Regions from separate parts of the Mus musculus genome. Here region 1 is linked to region 2. The links are chromatin contacts, called in public HiChIP or PLAC-seq maps. All regions are on one chromosome and are shown on one strand. The core of a region is the stretch at or near the end of the contact, and the rest is flanking DNA. Distances in the headings are between cores, read along the strand shown.

Evidence for each region. HiChIP or PLAC-seq counts read pairs in DNA pulled down with a chosen protein or histone mark.
Region 1: a contact with region 2 is called in an H3K27ac HiChIP or PLAC-seq map of heart atrium, with 4 times the contacts expected there. The contact joins two enhancer-like sites. A contact is called at or near these places in 2 of 484 Hi-C or Micro-C datasets (embryonic stem cells and nephron progenitors) and 3 of 115 datasets of contacts at active chromatin or transcription factors (embryonic stem cells and heart atrium).

The regions. Positions count from the first base shown.
Region 1 is chr9:119,631,440-119,635,728 of GRCm38.p6, reverse strand. It overlaps Scn10a (sodium channel, voltage-gated, type X, alpha), which reads left to right. Exons shown (of 28, transcript NM_009134.3): 17 at 1-286; 18 at 1,851-1,988; 19 at 4,151-4,274. Among named protein-coding and RNA genes, the nearest start is that of Scn5a, 71 kb to the right of the region's middle. Within about 2 kb of position 2,773, at least 40 of the 459 cell types and tissues checked have an H3K27ac peak or open chromatin away from gene starts, as enhancers often do. A contact at or near this core is called in heart atrium, where this site is marked.
Region 2 is chr9:119,495,548-119,500,047 of GRCm38.p6, reverse strand. Scn5a (sodium channel, voltage-gated, type V, alpha) reads left to right here. Exons shown (of 27, transcript NM_001253860.1): 21 at 1,845-1,967; 22 at 4,260-4,500. Among named protein-coding and RNA genes, the nearest start is that of Exog, 53 kb to the right of the region's middle. Within about 2 kb of position 2,292, at least 9 of the 459 cell types and tissues checked have an H3K27ac peak or open chromatin away from gene starts, as enhancers often do. A contact at or near this core is called in heart atrium, where this site is marked.

The DNA.
Region 1 (4,289 bases), core at 1,524-4,023, 140 kb before region 2:
CCGGCTCCGCTGGCCCAAGGTGGAGACCCAGCTGGGGATGAAACCCCCACTCACCAGCTGCAAAGCTGAGAACCACATTGCTACTGATGCTGTCAATGCTGCAGTGGGGAACCTGGCAAAGCCAGCTCTTGGTGGCCCCAAGGAGAACCACGGGGACTTCATCACTGATCCTAACGTGTGGGTCTCTGTGCCCATTGCTGAGGGGGAGTCCGACCTTGATGAGCTCGAGGAAGATGTGGAGCATGCTTCTCAGAGCTCCTGGCAGGAAGAGAGCCCCAAAGGGCAGGTGAGAAGTCTCTTCAGAGGACAGATGGCCACAGGAAGGTGGAGGGGCTGTTGGGCAGAGAGTGGCTCTAAGGCAGAAGAGAGAACTTCTGTCTAGGAGGCTGCGTTCGTTACGTTTCTCACTGACGTGACTGCATACCTTATAGAAGCAACTCAGAGAGGGAAGGACTTGCTTGGCTCATGGTTTGAAGACCTATCAGGTCCCTCACGGTGAGGACAACATAGACACACTGGGCCCCAGTCAGGGAACAGAGACAGATGAATTCTGATGCTCATTAGTCAGTACAGGACACAGGTGTGTTTCCATGGGGATTCTAAATGTGACCAAGTAGGTTAGCCATCAGAGAGGTTTTCCAACACCAGAGTGTCAGAGCTGTGAGCTCCTGGCAAACCAGGCTTAGGCAACCAGCCTGAATAGAAGCTGAAGCCACACCCAGCATTCCAGGGTAGGCACCCACCTCAGCAAAGCCTAGAGGAAAGGGTCAGCCTCCTGAGGAGGCAAGTGGGGATGGGGCGGCAAGTAAGCCGCAGACCACTCCAGGGTACTTGCCCTTACACGCTCCTTGACACAGGGGCAGCAAGCGAGCTGCGGCCCAGACTCTTACAGGAGCAGCTAAGGGCAGGCTTGCAGTACCAAGAGGCCACCAGAAAGCAGGCTCACCTTATCTCTGTCAGAACAGGAAAAATCCTGGTCATTCCCTGACATCTTTACAGGCCTTTTATTTCCAGAGAAGAGACCTCAGAAGGAAATGACAGTCACTTCAGAACCACAGAACTGAAGGCACCCTGGAGCCTTCTGATAACGAGTCTTTCTCGATACCTTGCACGGGTTCCTAGTGCTTTAAGCTGGTACATCAGCCCTCACGAACCTTGGTGACTCAGGGCATCCATTGTGCTCAATGCCAGGTTCAGGGATCCAGGGCAGTCCCTAGGGACACTCAGGGCTGCTGGCCAGGCTGTAAAGCTATGCCCTGCACCCACAGCTCTCCTGACTGCCTTCATCCCCTACAGCTGTCATTTGTACGCTAACAGCTGCTGCTATCAACTATCATTTTCGAGATTCCTTTGTCTGAGTGGCAGCCGAGGCCAGAGTGTCACCTCCCGGGAGTAAAGAACACGAACTCTGTGATAGCTGTCCGCAGCTCAGGGCCATGTTCGGCTACTTTGAGGTCCTTGGGGTATGAGTGCTCAAATGACCTTAGTCCATGACCAGTTTGACTTCTGGCAAGGTTCTGATGGCCATGGCTACCATCTGTGGAGCCAAACCTCCCGCAGTGTATTATATAAGCATCCATATATTTAGTGATCAGAAGAACAACGTGAAGTAAACCTTACCTTCCTGATTTTGCAGATAGAGCTAAAAAGATGAGAGAGATTAGATAAATTTCCTAAGGTCGTGTACCTGCAAATGGAGCCAGGAGCTGTATACAGACCTATACCCCCCAAGCTTAATTCACACTTAGGTACCTATGCACATAAGATGCACATGTGAAGAGCTTAGCTCTTCTGATTCAGAAGTGATGAAGTTGACTCAATTTCCCAGACGGGCCCTCTCTCATCAGCAGGAGCTGCTGCAGCAAGTCCAAAAGTGTGAAGATCACCAGGCAGCCCGAAGCCCACCCTCCGGGATGTCCTCTGAGGACCTGGCTCCATACCTGGGGGAGAGATGGCAGAGGGAGGAGAGCCCTCGGGTCCCTGCCGAGGTAGGTATGTGAGCTTACTAGAGAGGTCCAACAGCTGGACGGATGCTGTCAGCAGGGTTGGTACTATAGGAGGATGGGGACTGGACAAGGCTGCACCCCACTGCAGGACCATCTGCCAACCTCTGGTGACTCACACAATGCTACATTGGTGAAACTCACCCCTTCCTAGTTGTGAGGATGGGAAGAGAGTGTGGGTCCCCCAGGCTATAGGACCTGAGCCACCTTCTACTCTCTAAGCCTGTATGTCTTCATCTATAGGACTGAGTAGCAGTGCCTCTATAGAACTGTGTGCAGTACCTGTATAGAAATATATACAGTACCTCTATAGAACTGTGTGCAGTACCTATATAGAACTCTGTAGCAGTGCCTATATAGGACTGGTGTGGGATGCCTACATAGAACTCTGTGGCAGTGCCTATATAGAACCGTGTAGCGTGCCCATGCAGGATGTGTGCAGTGCCTATTTGGCAAGGTTATTTGGAAGCCTAGATGAGAAGCTGCTTGTCAAATGTTCAGTTCCTGCCTGAAATGGAGTAAGTGCCCAGAAAATGACAGCCAAGAAAGAGAGGACAAAAGACCGTGAACAAAGAGAGTCAGGTAATCTTCCAGAGACAACAGTGAGAGTCGGAGGTGTTCCCTGGGCGGGGGAGTCTTCCCGGGGATGCCCCCCTCCGCCTTTTGTCCACATCATTCTCTCTCGCCAAAAGCAGCCTGGGGTGGAGGGAGGCTGTCTACAGGTGCACAGCGAACTGACAGCCTCACAAAACCCGAGCCGGGAGAACACTCAGCTGCAGGATGCTGGGGAGGTAAAAATAAACCGTGGTGTCACTTACAAACCCTGGGGGAGAGTCTCTCTGCAAAGAGATGCCTGCTACAAAGAGTCAGCGCCTTGGGGCAAGGAAGGTGGTTCAGTCGGTAAAGTGCTTGGTGGCAGCACACAAGGACCTGACTTTGTATCCCTAGTACCCAAGTAAAAAGGCTAGGCTTGGTAGTGCACCCCTATGATCTCAGTGCTGTGGGGAGGGGGGCAGACAAGGGGATCCAGTGGCCAGTCATTCTAGCCAAGTCCGTACTCCACATTCAGTGGGAGACCCTGGCTTTTGTGGAGAGTGACTAAGGAAGACATCTAACTCTAGCCTCAGGCATTCACCCACACGTGTGAGTGTGTGTGTGTGTGTGTGTGTGTGTGTGTGTGTGTGTGTGTGTGTGTATGTGTGTGTATGTGTGTGCACGCATGCACTCTCACACAATCACTCCCACACGTGATGCACACATGATGTGCACACACACAAACGAGCTCCAGATACTTTCACTGCCACTGTAAGAAACTCAAGGCTTTAACTTGACACCTCGGCCCCAAGTGCAGCTGTGTGACAGCCACTGGACTTGGCCAAGATAAGATGAACACAGTTCACCCACGCACACGACTTATCAAGCCCTTCAGTGTGAGGAATGTCAGCTCCTGGCTTTGAGCCCAGGCAAGGCTGACCGCAGCAAACTAAGATAACAGAGTGGACGGAGATGCAGTTTGGGTGGGGGATGTGACATTCCAAATGTGGGCATCCCGTCCCTTCTAAGTTGTTCAATGGACCCCCTGACTAGCCTTCCCTACTCCCTGCTTTCAGTACGTAACTTCTGAGCATGGGTTTTAATTTTGTTTTTGTTTTCTTGGCCATGACCCTGGCCAGGCAGGGAGGGGCCTGTCGGTGACAGATGGGGTTCCTCCCTACCATTTGGCTCCATTAGCCAAGCGATCAGGTTCACTAACTCTGGCTCCTAATTGAATTCGTCTGGAGACATTACAGGCCAGCGCTGCTGGGAGGACGGCAGGGCCCCACAACACCGCTCCCTGATTAAATATTCAAGTGCATTGAAAGCTGAGCATCTTTATGGATGTAATTATGGTGTCTCGGGCCATTGCCAGCTCTCCATCATGGCCCGGAGGTTTACATCCTGGCTCGGCCAAGCCACAGGGCTCCACGGGGAGCATCTGTGTCCTGGCCTTAGGTGTTGAGACCCAAACACACGAGGATGCCAAAGCAGCAGACAGCAGGGCCTGAGCCCTATAGGGATACCAGCCCCACCAGATAGGCAGTGACCATGTACAGTTGTGCCAGATTCTTCAAAGAGCCAGGTTCACTGCCCCAGCCTCTGCCCTGCAGGGAGTGGATGACACAAGCTCCTCCGAGGGCAGCACGGTGGACTGCCCGGACCCAGAGGAGATCCTGAGGAAGATCCCTGAGCTGGCGGAGGAGCTGGACGAGCCCGATGACTGTTTCCCAGAAGGTATGAGAGTCACGG
Region 2 (4,500 bases), core at 1,043-3,542:
GTTATCCTCTGACCTCCAAACATGTACCATTATACATGTGCGCATATGGTAAATAAGTAACTGTAAAAGGCGGTTTTAAATAAATAAGCACGCACATTAGCTGGGTATGAAAGCACAGTCTATAATTCCAACACTCCTGAGTCTGAGACAGTAGGATTGCTATGAGTTCCAGACCAAACAAGGCTACATAACAAAACATTGTCTCAAAAAGGGAGGTGGAGGCAATTTGACATTATGTGTGGGGGTGAATTGGTATGGAGAACCCAAGGAAGGCCAGCTATTAGAAGTCTAGAACCCAGGGCACAGGGTAGAGAGGTGATGCAAGGCACACTTCAAATAACCTAGCTAGAGTGGGCTGCTGAGCTGCTTGGGGCAGATCTGAGGGTTGACTCCTAGGGGTTTATCAGAACCTTCCAAAGCACTATGCCTGACACATCTGAGAAGCCACCCCAGAGTGGCTGGGTGGGGGTGGGGGTGGGGGAACAGGAGGAAGAAAAGGCTCACAAGGCCTTTGCAAAAACATGGACTTCTATTTCGGTTGAAAAGGGAGGATCGTCAGGCCTATATCACACATACTCAAGCTGAGGCAGGGGGATTGCAAGTTCAAGGCCAGGTGGGTAACTTAGTGAGACCCTGCTTCAAAATCAAAAAGGAAAGGGAAGACTTGGGATGTAGCTCGGTGGCAGAGTGTCGGCTTAGCATGTGTGAGGCCCTGGGTTCAGTCCCCAGCACCACTGAAGGAAAGATAGAGAGAGGCATCTGAGGGCTTTAAGTGGAAGGACACCACACACTGGCTTCTGCTCTTAAAGGGCCCCATACTCTGTAGGCAAGGGAGAAGTGCGGCTGGACTCTGGAACAGGGTGAGGAGGCTGTAAGCCAGGGGGAGGTGAGCCTGGCCTAAGGCAGTGAGGAATCTCCACAGACAGCTGCATTGAAGGCAGGGCCAACAGGATATCCTGATGGGTCAGGCGTGACCTCAAAGCAGGTGGGGACAGTTTCGAAACTGCAGCCAGAACAGCTGGAAGGATGGGGTGACCCTCCTCTGAGATGGGGGAATCCAGAGTCCAGACGTAGAAGTGTCTGCTAGAAGGAGATGTCAAAGGTGGCTAAGGAGCGACAGGCAGACCCACGAAGACTTGCTCCACCCTCGGGGAGGTGGGCCCTGACATGTCACTCTGCCTTCCAGCATCTTCCAGGAGTGGGGGAAGCACCCTGGAAGCTGAGCTGTCCACCTAGTGCTTCCTCTCCACAGCCCTCCCGCCCACAGCACCAGGGTAATAAAGGGCCAGAGGTCCAGGAAAGAGACCTTTTCCACTCTGTGATCACGAGAGGGTAGAGAAGTATAGGCCTTAGCTCTTGGACCTTTGGCACGATGAGGTCCACAGAAGGGGAGTGCTGAGGGCGGGATGTGGGGAACAGAGAGCAGAGAGTCCTCCAGTGTCACCCACCCTGCCTAGGTCCTTAGAAGATGTTAATGGTACAAAGTTCAACTTAAGGGCAGTGTCCCATGAGCCTCTGGTGCTTATATGCTTCTCCAGGGTAGACGTTTCAGGGAGAGTGGGGACCAACAACTGGAAGGAAGGTCGGATATAGAAGCCCAGGCTTTGTCTCTGCTCAGCCATGCGGGGTAGAACAGAAGTGACACATCTTAGGTCATGGGGTTAGTGGTTGTGACACACATGTAGCGGGCTCTCTAGAGGGCCTTCAAGGCTCCGGGAAGCGTAGCCTAGCAGTTCACGGACCAGTAAAGGAAAAGTGGCCAGCCCGTCTGGATGAACCGAGAGCCTGCCTACTGCCTGTTTCTGGAGCTCTCCCTGCCTTTCCACCCTTACCCCTCTCCGTAGGTCTCACTGGTCAGCCTCGTGGCCAACACCTTAGGCTTTGCCGAGATGGGTCCCATCAAGTCCCTGAGGACACTGCGTGCACTTCGACCCCTGAGGGCTTTGTCACGATTCGAGGGCATGAGGGTGAGTGGAGCCTCTGCCAACCCAGCAGGTGGGGGAGGGTGGGGATGAGTGCCCGGCTGCTGGAACAAGAGGCCTGGCCTGAAGCTATGTGGTCTCCTCACTGACTTTGAAGGAGTGTAGTCTAGAATCTCCAGGAAAGGTTCTTCAAACCCCCGCCATCGGGGAGGAGGTGAGAACTCACTGGAGCACGGTCTTGCTGACACTCAGGCCCGTTGGCACCATGGCCCTCTCTCTGCCTCTGCTCTGCCACAGGGACCCAGGACCCTGTGTGCTGCTCTGCAGGCTGGCCTGAAGTCCCGCACTTCCTGGCAGTCACAGACTGCCTTTCCCATGTCCTTATGTGATGGTGAAGGGCAGTGTAGCGGGAGCCAAGGAAGGTGTTGTGGAGCGGGCTGTGCTCTCCCCTGCAGGTGACAGTTTGCCAAGTGTAAGCTCATGGCTTAGCAAATGCCTGTTTGCTCCCATAGACATTTGGGGGTGTTACCACATTTTACCAAAGAATGTGGGCATATAAGGCAAATTTTCATATCTTTTTAAAAATGTGTTTTGTGTGTGTGTGTGTGTGTGTGTGTGTGTGTGTGTGTGTGTTGTGAGCACAGGGGCCCTATGTGCCACTGGATGCATTTGGAGATCAGAAGACAACTTTTAGGAATTGGTTTTGTCCTTCCACCCTGGGTTTAGGGAACCAGACTCCTGCTCTCGGGCTGTTACAAGCTGGGTTGTCTCTGCAACCCTATTTCTTTTTTAAAATAATAATTTTAGTTAGCATGCAGAGTAACAGATTTCTTCATGACATTTTTATATATACTTAGCTCCCATTGGTTCCCCCACATCCCATCTCCCTGCCCCCGGCCCTTCTTGTCCCCTTCCCGGTTTTGTATCCTGTTTGTCTGTTACCCTCCCCATGCCTTTCCCTTAAAGAGTCTTCCCATCCCCCACTCCATGGCCCCTTTCCAGGTCCGCCCACACTCACTCCCACATAGATGTACATATATAAAGATTGGGAGTTGGATTCACATATGAGGGGAACAAACAGCGGCTGTCTGTCTGAGCCTGGGTTACCTCGCTTCATCTCTTCCAGTTCCATCCATTTTTATGAGACAGATTTTAAAGCCCTCAAGAAAAACAGTCCCGAGGGCTGGAGAATGTGGGTCTCTAGCCCAGCGTTTGCCTCAGTGGGTAAGGCCCTGAGCACTGAAAAGGAATTAACTATGACAGTCACTAAGAAAGAAGGGGTGGGGTGTGTGTGTGTGTGTGTGTGTGTGTGTGGGCACGCGTGTGTGTCCTTTAACATACCCAGTTCTTCACAGCCTCACGAAACAATGTCCTACTGCCGCAGCAAGTACCGTCACACAGCCCATCATCTGTGTGATGGCTTTGAACCTTACCTGCACCACCAATTAGACTTAGTCCTGGCAGGAACTCCCACCCACAAGGGAGTGATGGGACCAGAGTTAAACGTCTCTTTGGGAGCCAAGGACACTTGATTCCAGAGGGACACACTGATGCCAGGTGCCAGGAATGCCTCTGATGTGGCTGCTGGCTTCAGTGCCAGCCAAGGGCAAACTACACAGAAAGCTCGATGCCCTGGGGAGCACTCGGGAGCACGGTTTCCCACCAATTCCAGGGCTGTGCTGTCTGCTTCAGAACGTCATCCCCCCATCTCAGCAGCGGACCCTCTGTGCCATAACAGAATCCGCCCAGCTTCAGCCCCATCTGTGTGATAGACAGCCAGGCTTGGACCATGCTTGGACCGGAGTTCCCCAGATGTATCTGTCAGGAAGCCACCGTATGGAGGCTCAGGAGCCACAGCCTGCAGACACAGCGCATGGGTTTCCTGGATATACCTCAGGGGAACCATCCTCTCCCTGTCACAGCCACCCTGAAATAAACCAGAAGTTTGGCACAGAGAATTCAGGACGTGCAGGACTGACACAGGGCCTAAAGCCTTCGGTTGTGTCTAAGCCTGCCCTACCCCAATGCGAGGACAATCCTGGCAGCTTTGACTAGCAAGTAGAGACCCCATTTTTATGAAAATTGGGGGCCTGGAAGGGGGAAGGTTGGTGCGTTCTGGAGTTACCTCAGCGTTTAGGGAGAGGATAAAAAAGGCCTCTTGATTTTCTCTGACTCCCTCACTTGATACCAGAGCTCTAGCCTTCATGACTGGAAGATCCTCACCCCACCTGCACCCCCACAGCCACCTGTGGCCACCACGCAGTGGGGTCGAAGTCTTGAAAAGGGCATATGTTCTTGGCAGCCTCAAGAACTAAGTCTCCTTCTGCCCACACACAGGTGGTGGTCAACGCGCTGGTGGGCGCCATCCCCTCCATCATGAATGTCCTCCTCGTCTGCCTCATCTTCTGGCTCATCTTCAGCATCATGGGCGTGAACCTCTTCGCCGGGAAGTTCGGTAGGTGCATCAACCAGACCGAAGGGGACCTGCCTCTGAACTACACCATTGTGAACAACAAGAGCGAGTGTGAGTCCTTCAACGTGACTGGAGAGTTGTACTGGACCAAGGTGAAAGTCAACT